2 separate regions of the Hordeum vulgare genome follow, and region 1 is linked to region 2. Evidence: chromatin contacts called from public Hi-C data. All regions are on one chromosome and are shown on one strand. Each heading gives the region's core, a stretch centred on a gene start, on an enhancer-like site or on the middle of the called end of the contact. The rest is flanking DNA. Distances are from core to core; before and after follow the strand shown.

Evidence for each region. A called contact is a pair of places that touch in the nucleus more often than the background predicts.
Region 1: a contact with region 2 is called in a Hi-C map of leaf, with 8 times the contacts expected there. The contact joins the promoter of LOC123426817 here to the promoter of LOC123426816 in region 2. A contact is called at or near these places in 3 of 6 Hi-C or Micro-C datasets (leaf and seedling) and 1 of 1 datasets of contacts at active chromatin or transcription factors (embryo).

Annotation. Positions count from the first base shown.
Region 1 is chr2H:494,153,626-494,158,547 of MorexV3_pseudomolecules_assembly, forward strand. It overlaps LOC123426817 (potassium channel KOR2-like), which reads right to left and starts at 2,774. Exons shown (of 11, transcript XM_045110718.1): 1 at 2,376-2,774; 2 at 1,933-2,154; 3 at 1,787-1,850; 4 at 1,018-1,357; 5 at 632-927; 6 at 427-522; 7 at 242-340; 8 at 1-139. The coding sequence starts at 2,557.
Region 2 is chr2H:493,846,212-493,851,348 of MorexV3_pseudomolecules_assembly, forward strand. It overlaps LOC123426816 (ferric reduction oxidase 7, chloroplastic-like), which reads left to right and starts at 2,111. Exons shown (of 9, transcript XM_045110715.1): 1 at 2,111-2,459; 2 at 2,598-2,688; 3 at 3,236-3,433; 4 at 4,089-4,323; 5 at 4,631-4,958; 6 at 5,060-5,137. The coding sequence starts at 2,234.

The DNA.
Region 1 (4,922 bases), core at 1,524-4,023, 310 kb after region 2:
GGCTGCAGAGTTCACTGACTCTAACTGTGTATGGCTGTCGAGTGTTGCAGATCACTGCAACGTCCCCGACTATGTCGTAAGGCAGCAGCTCTGAGACGATCTCTTCTGATCCGCCTTCTCCGACGGCACCGATCTCTTGCTGTAAGATCACATGGAGCATGATAGATGAAGGTCAGTTATACAGTAGAGTTATGTTTTCTCTTGGTTTATGGAGATAGTTAAATTCAGTGAAAAGTAGTACCAGACATCCATGTGCCACAATGTATATCTGATCCACCACAGTGCCTTGCTCCAAAATAACTTCCCCAGGGAGGAAGAATTCCTCCTGTATTTTAACCACCTGAAACCATCAACTGAAGAGTAAGATGAACTGTCTACCTGAGATAAACTGCAGTGAGGCAAGCATGAGTCTACTCAAGTTCTTACAATCTGGCTCAGGAAGTCTTCTGAGCATCCTCTGAACAGGTGCACATTTGAGACCGTTTCCAGGTACAGTGTCTGGGAGATGTGCAAAACAAAATGCTCAAACTAATTAAAATTGCACCCCATAATGAAAGAATCTAAAGCCAATCATTCACATCTGTATTATTATTTGGTCTGAGAAAAACTAGCCTGAAACCTTGAACAGTACCTTGGATCGGACCGCGGCCGGTATGTCGTCTACGATCCTGTCTCTCTTGTAGCTGCTCTCGTACTGCAGCAGCAGGTGCGCCTTCACCTGGGAGCTGATGTCGCTGCCCAGCCGGTTCCTGTTCATGTACCTGATGAGCTCCGTCATCTTGTCGCGGAAGCGCTCGGTCCTGGACCCCTTGACGATGAGCGCCGTCATGTTCCCGATGAGGTAGGCGCCGAGCAGCATGCTGAAGGAGACGTACACCACGATGAACACCATCTCCCTCGGGTTCACCGCATGGACATCACCATAGCCTGCACATTTCCGTTTTTGTTTTGTTTTTGTGTCAGATCAAGAACGGCATGAACTTCACCTGGGACATGCATGGCGTGGAGGATGTTTACCGACTGTGGCCATAGTGACGATGGCGAGGTAGAGGGAGGTGATGTAACGGGTGAGCACGTCGACCTTCCTGAAGTTGATGTAGCTCTGGTCGCCCATGGTGAGGCTCCCGATCCAGGTGCCCCCCTCGCGCGCCGGGGGCAGCGTGGTGGCGAGGTAGTAAAAGACGCAGGCTGCGGTGTGCGTGCAGTAGAGCTCCACGGTGGCAAGCTTGACGATCCGCGTGAAGAGGTAGCTGATGCGGATGTCCTTCTCCATCTTCTTGAAGAAGCCCTGGATCTTCCTCGCCCTGTACAGCCGCAGCCACACCAGGTACCTCACCACCTCCATCCTCCCCGTAAACTGATCACACAAGGAACACCAATGGTGTCATAGTATGTGTGTTTTCCAGACAAATGGTGTATTTTAGAGCATCTCCAATAGTCGTATGATCATCGTTGGTAAAATTGTCACATAGACGATTTGGATGACATGACACGTAATAAAAGAAAAGAGAGAATGAAACCGTATGAACTTGAAGCAACGGTTCAGGCACAAGCTCCGAGGCAAGCATGCCCATTTCTTCAACATTTAGTGGACCCATTTAGTTATTTTACATACGGTTAACATGCAATCCATTGAAGAGCTTGTATGATGTGTTGTTGGTTGCTGACGTGGACATTTATACCAACGATTGAACATACAGACTATTGGAGATGCTCTTATTGGCTTAAAAAGAACCATCAATACTGATCCTACTGGTTCTTGAGATCGTGAACCAAGTTAATTTACCTTGTAGACGGCGTCCCAGGGGAAGCATCCGAGCATATCGAGGGCGAAGCTGCCCTTGATGTAGCTGAAAAGGCAATGAACACTTTCAGATATTCAGAAACATTAGTTATTCTGTCTTGAGTTGATTGTGAGAAGTGAGCTCTGACCGTAGCGCGATCCTCTGCTGGTCGTAGACCACCCGGTGGGTGTGAGGGTCCCGGTAGGCGAGGTAGAAGTGGACGGCGACGTCGGCGAGGAAGATGAGCTGCACGCACTCGAGGTCCAGCAGGTGCTCGGGGATGCCCCGGAAGAAGCAGAATGCGAAGGGGGTGTAGAAGACGGAGTAGATGGACCACAGGAACATCATGTTCGACCACATCCTGTACCATCTGCAGCAGAGGAGAGCAGAGCACATTACATTATCAAGAACCATGGCTGCCTAGCGTCATGCTTCCATGCACGCCTCCTCCGCATGGTACTATCTCATCATTCTCATGCAGAACTTCTTTCTCCAATTGGCCGGCACTCAGTTAATAGCCATTGGTTTTGAATGCAACATTTAGATCATCTTTTTCAGCACTAGCTGGCTTCTAAGCTCTACCTTACATACCTTCCATTGGGGTCGATGACGAAGCTGCTGCCATAGCAATTGCTGGGGAGCCTCAAGGCGCTGCTGCTGCTTGGCCACTTGAACTCCCTCGCGAAGAGGGAGAGCCTGCTCCCAACAGAGCCATGCAACGCGCCATCGATCTCGTTCAGTTCATACTCTGCACCACCAATCTCCCTCTCCATGCCTCTTCTTCCCTAATAATTTGCGTGTGTTCAATGTGTTGCTCTGAGCAGTGCAATGCAGGCACAGGACGCTGCACACATATATACATATATGATCGGACATGTGGCCCCGCACAGATGCCACTACCTTTTGGTTGCACATAAGGGGTGATTGGGCACCGCACCGCGCACGAACGGCACCAGCATTCGGCCGATGCAGGTGGTTGTTGGGGGCTTTGCCCAACTGGGGGCGATCGGGTTCACTTCTGGTTACGCATGGTGTCACCACCTCGCCTCCTCTATCACCTTTTAAATGCTTAAGGAAACCACTTGCAAAGCTGCTGCCGTTCCATGCTGCAGCATGGTGCAAGCACTGGCTAGCTACGTACCACTGCACCTAAACAAACAGACTAATCTGCCGCCCAATCTGTTACGCCTTTTTTTTTTTCTCTACATGTTGTTTTAGTTTGTTTGGCATGCCCGCTTTGAGCCCTCATTTATTTGTTTGTGCAGCCACACCTCTCAAATTGTCCTTCATATAATCAGTCATTTCATCAAACACGTTCCGTGCGGCACAACCAGAGCACGCGGACAGCACCGCAGCTGGGCTAGCAACACCACGGCGAGCTCGGGTAGCAACATGACGACGGCAAAACAGACAGCTAGGCTAGCAATGGCAGACACAGCACGCGGCTGCAGCGTACGCCCTTGACCCCGGCGTGCCCAGCTGCATGCCCACGGCGGCTGCACGCGCGCCCGCTCGCATGCCCGCGGCGGGGTACGACAGCGCAACGGGCAGGCCAGCACGCGGCGGCGGCCAGCCGGCCAGCACGCAGCGGCGGCTGCACATGCAAGCAAGGCCGCACACGGGCGCGCACGAGCTCGGGTGGGTGGCTGCACGTGGGACAGGGTGCAAGAGCTATGACGTGTGACGTCAGGGTCTCATATTATCCTCATATTTGATCGTTTTTAAAGAATACCGACTAATGCGGACATATATGGACGAAATGAGATGTCATTAGACTTTTAGGGTAAAAATAAAGGATCCTGTTGTAGATGTTCTAACCACCGTTTCACAAAATTTTGTGCACTGACTGCATGGATGAGTGGTGTAGCAATCATGCTGCAAAGTGCTGCCTGCTTTTTTTTTTCTTATCACATCAATTGCATGCAGTCTAGTCATCTTAACTTCAAAGTACTAGTCATCACCTGCTTGTGCCGGTCAAAGACCCTACTGCTGGGATCAGCAGGACATGGCTAGCTCATGTTGCCACCAGCAGCATTGAGGATCCTGTGTGATCAGGTTCAGATCCCTTGTTGTTCGTGGTAACTGCACGAGCGTTTTCCCGGATGCTCTCGGAACTGTTTGCTCAAATCTAACTCCAACTATGAGATGCACATTACTCCCTCGTTCTTAAATATAAGACTTTTAGAGATTGCACTATAAACTACATACGGATACACTTAGACATATTTTAAAGTATAGATTCATTCATTTTGCTCTGTATGTAGTCTCCTAGTGAAATATTTAAAATGTCTTATATTTTGAAACGGAGGGAGTATAAGAGAACGTAGGAGCTGAGAGCCTGAGACTGATCAATGAGTGGGCGAGTGGACGTGCAATTAGAATGATTTCATACTTGAACCATACTTGAACTATACACATTCATTTATCTCTCAAAACCATACTTAAACCATACCCATTTAGTGTCATTTTTAACCCAACCAAAACCAAACCCACTATTTTCTTCATCCAAACCAATTTAAACCCAAAACATAACCATGGGTTTAAACTCAATACATAACCATGGGTTTCCTTTAATGTACACATGATTGCACAAATTGACATGTGTTGTAAGAGGCAAAAAGAACATGGCCATGCTGATAAGCTCACTAACAAATGTATTAAAACCAAATTGCTTAGCGAAAGCACAAGAAAACACTTCCGATTTTCATCTGTTGTTTCCCCATAATACATAATTACATAGTGCATTACAGCATGCACGCGGATCAAAGATACTCGTTCTCGGCCGTAGTTGATTATTGCATATAACCAATGCCTAGAAACCGGTTTGGACCCATAGTTTATAACCGCTAATAACCAAACCGTTTAAACCCATAACCAACTATACCCAAACTGGTTTCTCCACATACCCAAACCAAAACCAAACTAAACAAATCTCAGCCCAATAAAACCTGAACCAATCAAACCCAAAGTAAGAACCGAACCGTTACACCCGGTTTTTTAATAACCATTCTCAGGTTTACGTGCAATACCAGGTTCATACCCTTTTGGTTTGAATTTGGGGAAAAAAAATTCATTTATCTGTAACACTACGAAGAAAGGTATGGGTTTCCTCGGGCCGAACCAGATGATCTTATAACA
Region 2 (5,137 bases), core at 861-3,360:
GGGAGGGAGTATCCTTACTATTTTCTTCACTTTGGTCTTCGGACTTGTTAAGGGGAGTCCGTATATGATCCATTGTAGTAGATTCTCCACATGTACCGAGCTAACGTGTTGTATTAGCTTTGTGTCAACATGACATGTCAAGATGAAAAACAGAGGAGTAAAAACACAAAAACACCACCAACGAAGTTGGAGTGCGTTCAAGAAGACGACCTTGAATTCGATGCTTGCTCTCGCCACCATGACCTTACATTACCGCATATATGAATCTGCATTTTATCTTGTCGATGAGCTCGTGTGTGCATTGGGTCTCCATAGTACCAAAAATGTTTTTTTTCTAGAACATCACATCCACATCCTCTATCACCAACGTTTGCTTGGCATCGTTTGAATCTCTCCGAGCAAGCATCGCTTTGCCCCACATTGTTGTCGTTGCCTCCTCCTTCAGGTCCTCGAGCTTGACACACGATTCCTCATGCTTCGTGACGACAAGATCTAAGGAGTTCATCGGCTTGGACTTGTTGGTGAGCGGCAAGTTAGGTGATTGCCTTGTCACTTTCTTGCGGTCCATGTGGGGGCATGTCGGTGAGGTGTACCAAGTGTTTCTACAAGGGCTCTTGCTTTAAATCGATATGAGCAATCACAATCCTAGGACACACCGTCAAAGCTTGAAAATGTGGGTCCCCTCCACGGAGGAGAGCTTGGTCAGTTGTGCCTGGAAGTTGTGGATCCGTGCTAAAACCATGCCATGCCCCTCCGGCCTCCTTCATGGCCCGCTTCTTGGAGTTCCTAGAGGACTGGGGCTACTCCTTGGTCTTCTTAAGCCTGTCTTGCAGATGCGAGGGCATGGACCCTAGTTGATCTCCTTTTCTCGTGTTCGCACTCAATAAAAACAAAAATGGGACATTGTGAGAGTTTAGGGACTAAATTACACTTCCTCGACAAGCAGGTAGATGGATGTAAATGTGTTTTACTATATTTTACCACATCTCATGACTATATAAGATGTGGATGCCTTGAATTATGGCGAGCCCACGGTGGCTATCTAGGAAATGAATTATGACGAGCCACATTATTTTGATAAGAATTTCCAAGATGCTATTTGTGACATTTTATTTTTACCTCATGTGGCACAAATTATAAATTCCTCTATGATAGCCCTTTTATCGAGTTTATTTCTGTTTCTACTGATTTTAAAGTTTTTCCCGCTCTATCAAGTGGGGTTTGTCGTTGGTTTGACATGAACCCGAGTCATATGCCAGGTAAATCACTGAGATAGATGACATATTTCTTAGGGCTCCAGGGGCGACAAATGGGGGCACACGGCGAGTTGGTAAAGCACAATAAGCTCGTCGGACTCTTACCACACCTCTTAAACCGTTTCTTTCTTTCATCATGTTCTCCTTTTTCTTTTTCTGACAAAAATACACTGTTTTCATTCATCATTAATAAAAAGGAGGCAAAAATACACATGTAACCGGGGAGAAACTGTACAAGCAGAGAGAAAGAAAATAAGGAAAGACACCACAAATGCAGTCAAAAGCCTACATCTTCCTAATCCACTGAACTCCCTTCAACAAATCCGCTAGCCAGGTTCTTCTGCATATAGAGTATCACAAACGGCGAAAAAGGTTGCAGCCTGGCCACTCAAAACAATGAACAGATAACACGTTCTTTTCTTTTGGATGAATCAACAGCAAATGTTTACCGTTCTAAAAAAGAACAGTGTTCAGTACATCTTATCCACGAAAAAGAAACGGTTGGATCACCGCTTGTGTGCGGGTTGTGTGGCTCTGATCCAACTCTGCTCTGGCACACACGCTGGTTGTGTGGCTCGCCGCTTTTCTACGGTCACGTTGGGCGTGACCACCCACCTGAGGAGCCGGTGTGAAAGACGCATCGGCTTCACCCTCCCGGCCCCCGTCCGACGATCGCCGTCGCCATTAACAACAACCAACAGCTAGCAATATATGTATTCAGTATTCACCCCTAAGAAAATAATATAGTATGTTTTTATCCATGGCGCTCGCGTCGCGCGTATGCATGCTGCTGCTGCACGGCTGCACCCCAACCCGGCAAACCGTCCGTCGCAGTCGCCGTTATCACTACCAACGAGACCCTCGTACGTCGAGTTCTGGACCGTATAAAGCAGCGGGTCCCGGTACGGGAACACCCACAGCCAGACCACCCTCCCGCCGGTTCACTCGTTTCCTTCACCCCCCCTCGCCGCCACGCCATGACCCAAGAACGGGAGCCGCTCCTGCAGAATGCCGCCGCCGGGGCGAAGGGCTCGCCGGCCGTGCTGCCGTCCCTGGCTAGGTCCGTGCTCAAGTTCCTCATGTGGGCGGTGTTCCTCACCTGGGCGGCGGGGATCTTCTTCTACCCCACCGCACCCGTGCAGGCGGCGTTCCGCCGGTGGGCGGCCATCGCCAGCACGGAGGGCCTGATCACCGGCCTCACCGGTACGCAGCCTCCAAGAATTCCTGCCCCCTCTTTCCTCGGTACCACCGAGGCAGGGGAAAGTAGGTGCTGATCGCTCTCGTGACAGGGGTTCGTCATTACTAATTGGGTTCCCCTTTTCCTCTTCTTGCTTCTCGCAGGGAGCGTTTTTCTTTTCTTCAGCGGGCCGATTCTGATCATTGCAGCCCTGGCATATGTGTACATCTTCGCCTTCCCGGGTGATCACGTCGGGTGAGTATGAATTTTGCGGCAATTCGGTGCTTCCAGTTCCTTTATTTAGGGGTTGATGATTCAGATGAGCCCTTTCTTTCCCTGAATTGATAGACTACCTGCACTAAAACTTCAGGATATCCTTTTTTTGTTTCAAGCACTGGATTCTCTGAATATTAGCAAAATCTTGCAATTGCAATCGCAGAAGTTACACATGCTTCCTCATTTTGACATGAAAACTAGCAGGATGAACTGAACCACCATAGAAACTCGTAACAAATAGTACTACCTCGTACCCATAATACTCCCTCCGTCCCATAATTTTTGTCTTAGATTTGTTTAGATATGGATGTATCTAGTCAAGTTTTAGTATTTTGATACATCTATTTCTAAACAAAGGTAAGACAAGAATTTTGGGACGGAGGAAGTAATTAATAAGTTCGCAGATTTGAACTAACCCTAGTTCAAAACTGCAACACTTATTTTGGATCAGAGGGAGTAGTATCACGATAAGATTGGCCTGCCTCATGCTGCAAAAGTTAATTACTTACCTGCTCTTTGCTACCAGAAAGAAGAAGCTGAGGTCGCTGAGTTTCCGTCTCTGGACTTATCCTGTTCTTGTCGATGGTCCGTTCGGGGTTGTCTCCGCTGCTGAGTTTATCGGGATCGTCATGTTCATCGTCTATGTTGTCTTCTCGATGACCTATTATGTTGTAGACAGTGTGAGCCTCATCTCCCAAGCGCACTTGCCACCGACTACTCGCAGGTATGTTGTGTTATGAACGAAACCTGTTAGTGAAAGATGTTTCATGCCAGTACTGATCAACAAATCCTGTTGTTATCTTTATAGTTACTGAGATTAAAATTAAGGAATTGTATTTTTATTTAATGATACCATAGCATTCACATCACTGAGCCTATAGTAATGATTTTGGTGTCAATACATGATTAAGCCTCGAGTATTATTTAGTTCTTTGAGGAGTTAAGTTTTATGTAGTTGAAACTGAAGTTATGACGTCCAGAAAAGGCTGGTGGAGAATGGATCATTGTATATTCATTTGTAGAGCTATCACTTAGTTCACGTAGAAATCAAAATGAAACATACACATATATCTGCAGTAACTTTTTTTTTTCGAGAGTACCCAATTGCGTGCCGTATTTTTATAGAAGGAGAGAAATAGTTACAAGACTACACTAGTAGATGCGAACATCTATCTGCAGTAACTTAAATTAGTTCTCTGTATATGTCAGATACATATTGAGATGAGTTGATGATACCTTGTTGTCCTGTAACTGATTCAGAATGTTCAGTTCACATGCTGCTAGTGAGACTGACGATATTGCTGAAGCATAGCCTGTAGCATTATAAATTAGTTGCCATCTCAGCACAGTTCTAAGACAGCACAAGTTTTTCCTTGCAGTGAGTTGTTACTTGCTCTCATAGGCCTCCGCTTCGGATCAGTTGGCTTGTTTTGCATGATCTTCTTATTCCTGCCTGTCTCAAGGGGTTCAGTTCTTCTCCGGATTATTGACATTCCATTTGAGCATGCTACTAGATACCATGTCTGGTTGGGGCATCTCACAATGGCTCTCTTTACGCTGCACGGCTTGTGCTATGTGATCTCGTATTCCCTACTGGGGCGCCTAATAGAAGAAGTAAGTTCAAATAATATATATAACTACTTAGAGTGATTATTTGCTACTGCCAATTTTGTTATGTGTAATTTTCATATTGTTTCTGCAAACAAGCAACCATTATGTGATGAAAGTAATAGAAAGGGCATATATGCCTGAAAACTATTTTATGCCTGAAAGATAGTATGCAACTCTGTTTTTGGCAGTTAAGTATGCAAATTTGACCTTGCAAAAAAAAAGTATGCAAATTTGGACTGAGGGCATATTACTAGCATATTAGTTCTCTCGTATTAGAACCTATTAATGGTACTCTTGGCCTTCTTTATAGCTGACCCAATGGAAACAAGTCGGAATAGCAAACTTACCCGGTGTGATCAGTTTGGTGGCTGGTCTGCTGATGTGGGTGACATCGCTTCACCCGGTACGGAAGAGGTTCTTCGAGCTCTTCTTCTACACCCACCAGCTCTACGTAGTCTTCGTGGTGTTCTTAGTGCTCCATGTCGGTGACTTCGTCTTCAGCATCTCGGCTGGCGCCGTCTTCCTCTTCATGCTTGACCGCTTCCTGAGGTTCTGGCAATCCAGGGCCAAAGTCGACATCGTTTCTGCCGCCTGCCGACCGTGCGGAACGGTGGAGCTAGTCTTCTCAAAGCCTGCAAGTATGTCAAGATCTCGGTTGATCGAGATCCATTTCCTGCATTAAGTTCATGAGTGTTTGGCTACTGTCACTACAAACTCACTTGTGTGTGGGTTTCTGTAGGTCTTCGGTACAATGCTCTCAGCTTCATCTTTGTTCAAGTGCGTGAGCTGTCGTTCTTGCAGTGGCACCCGTTCAGCG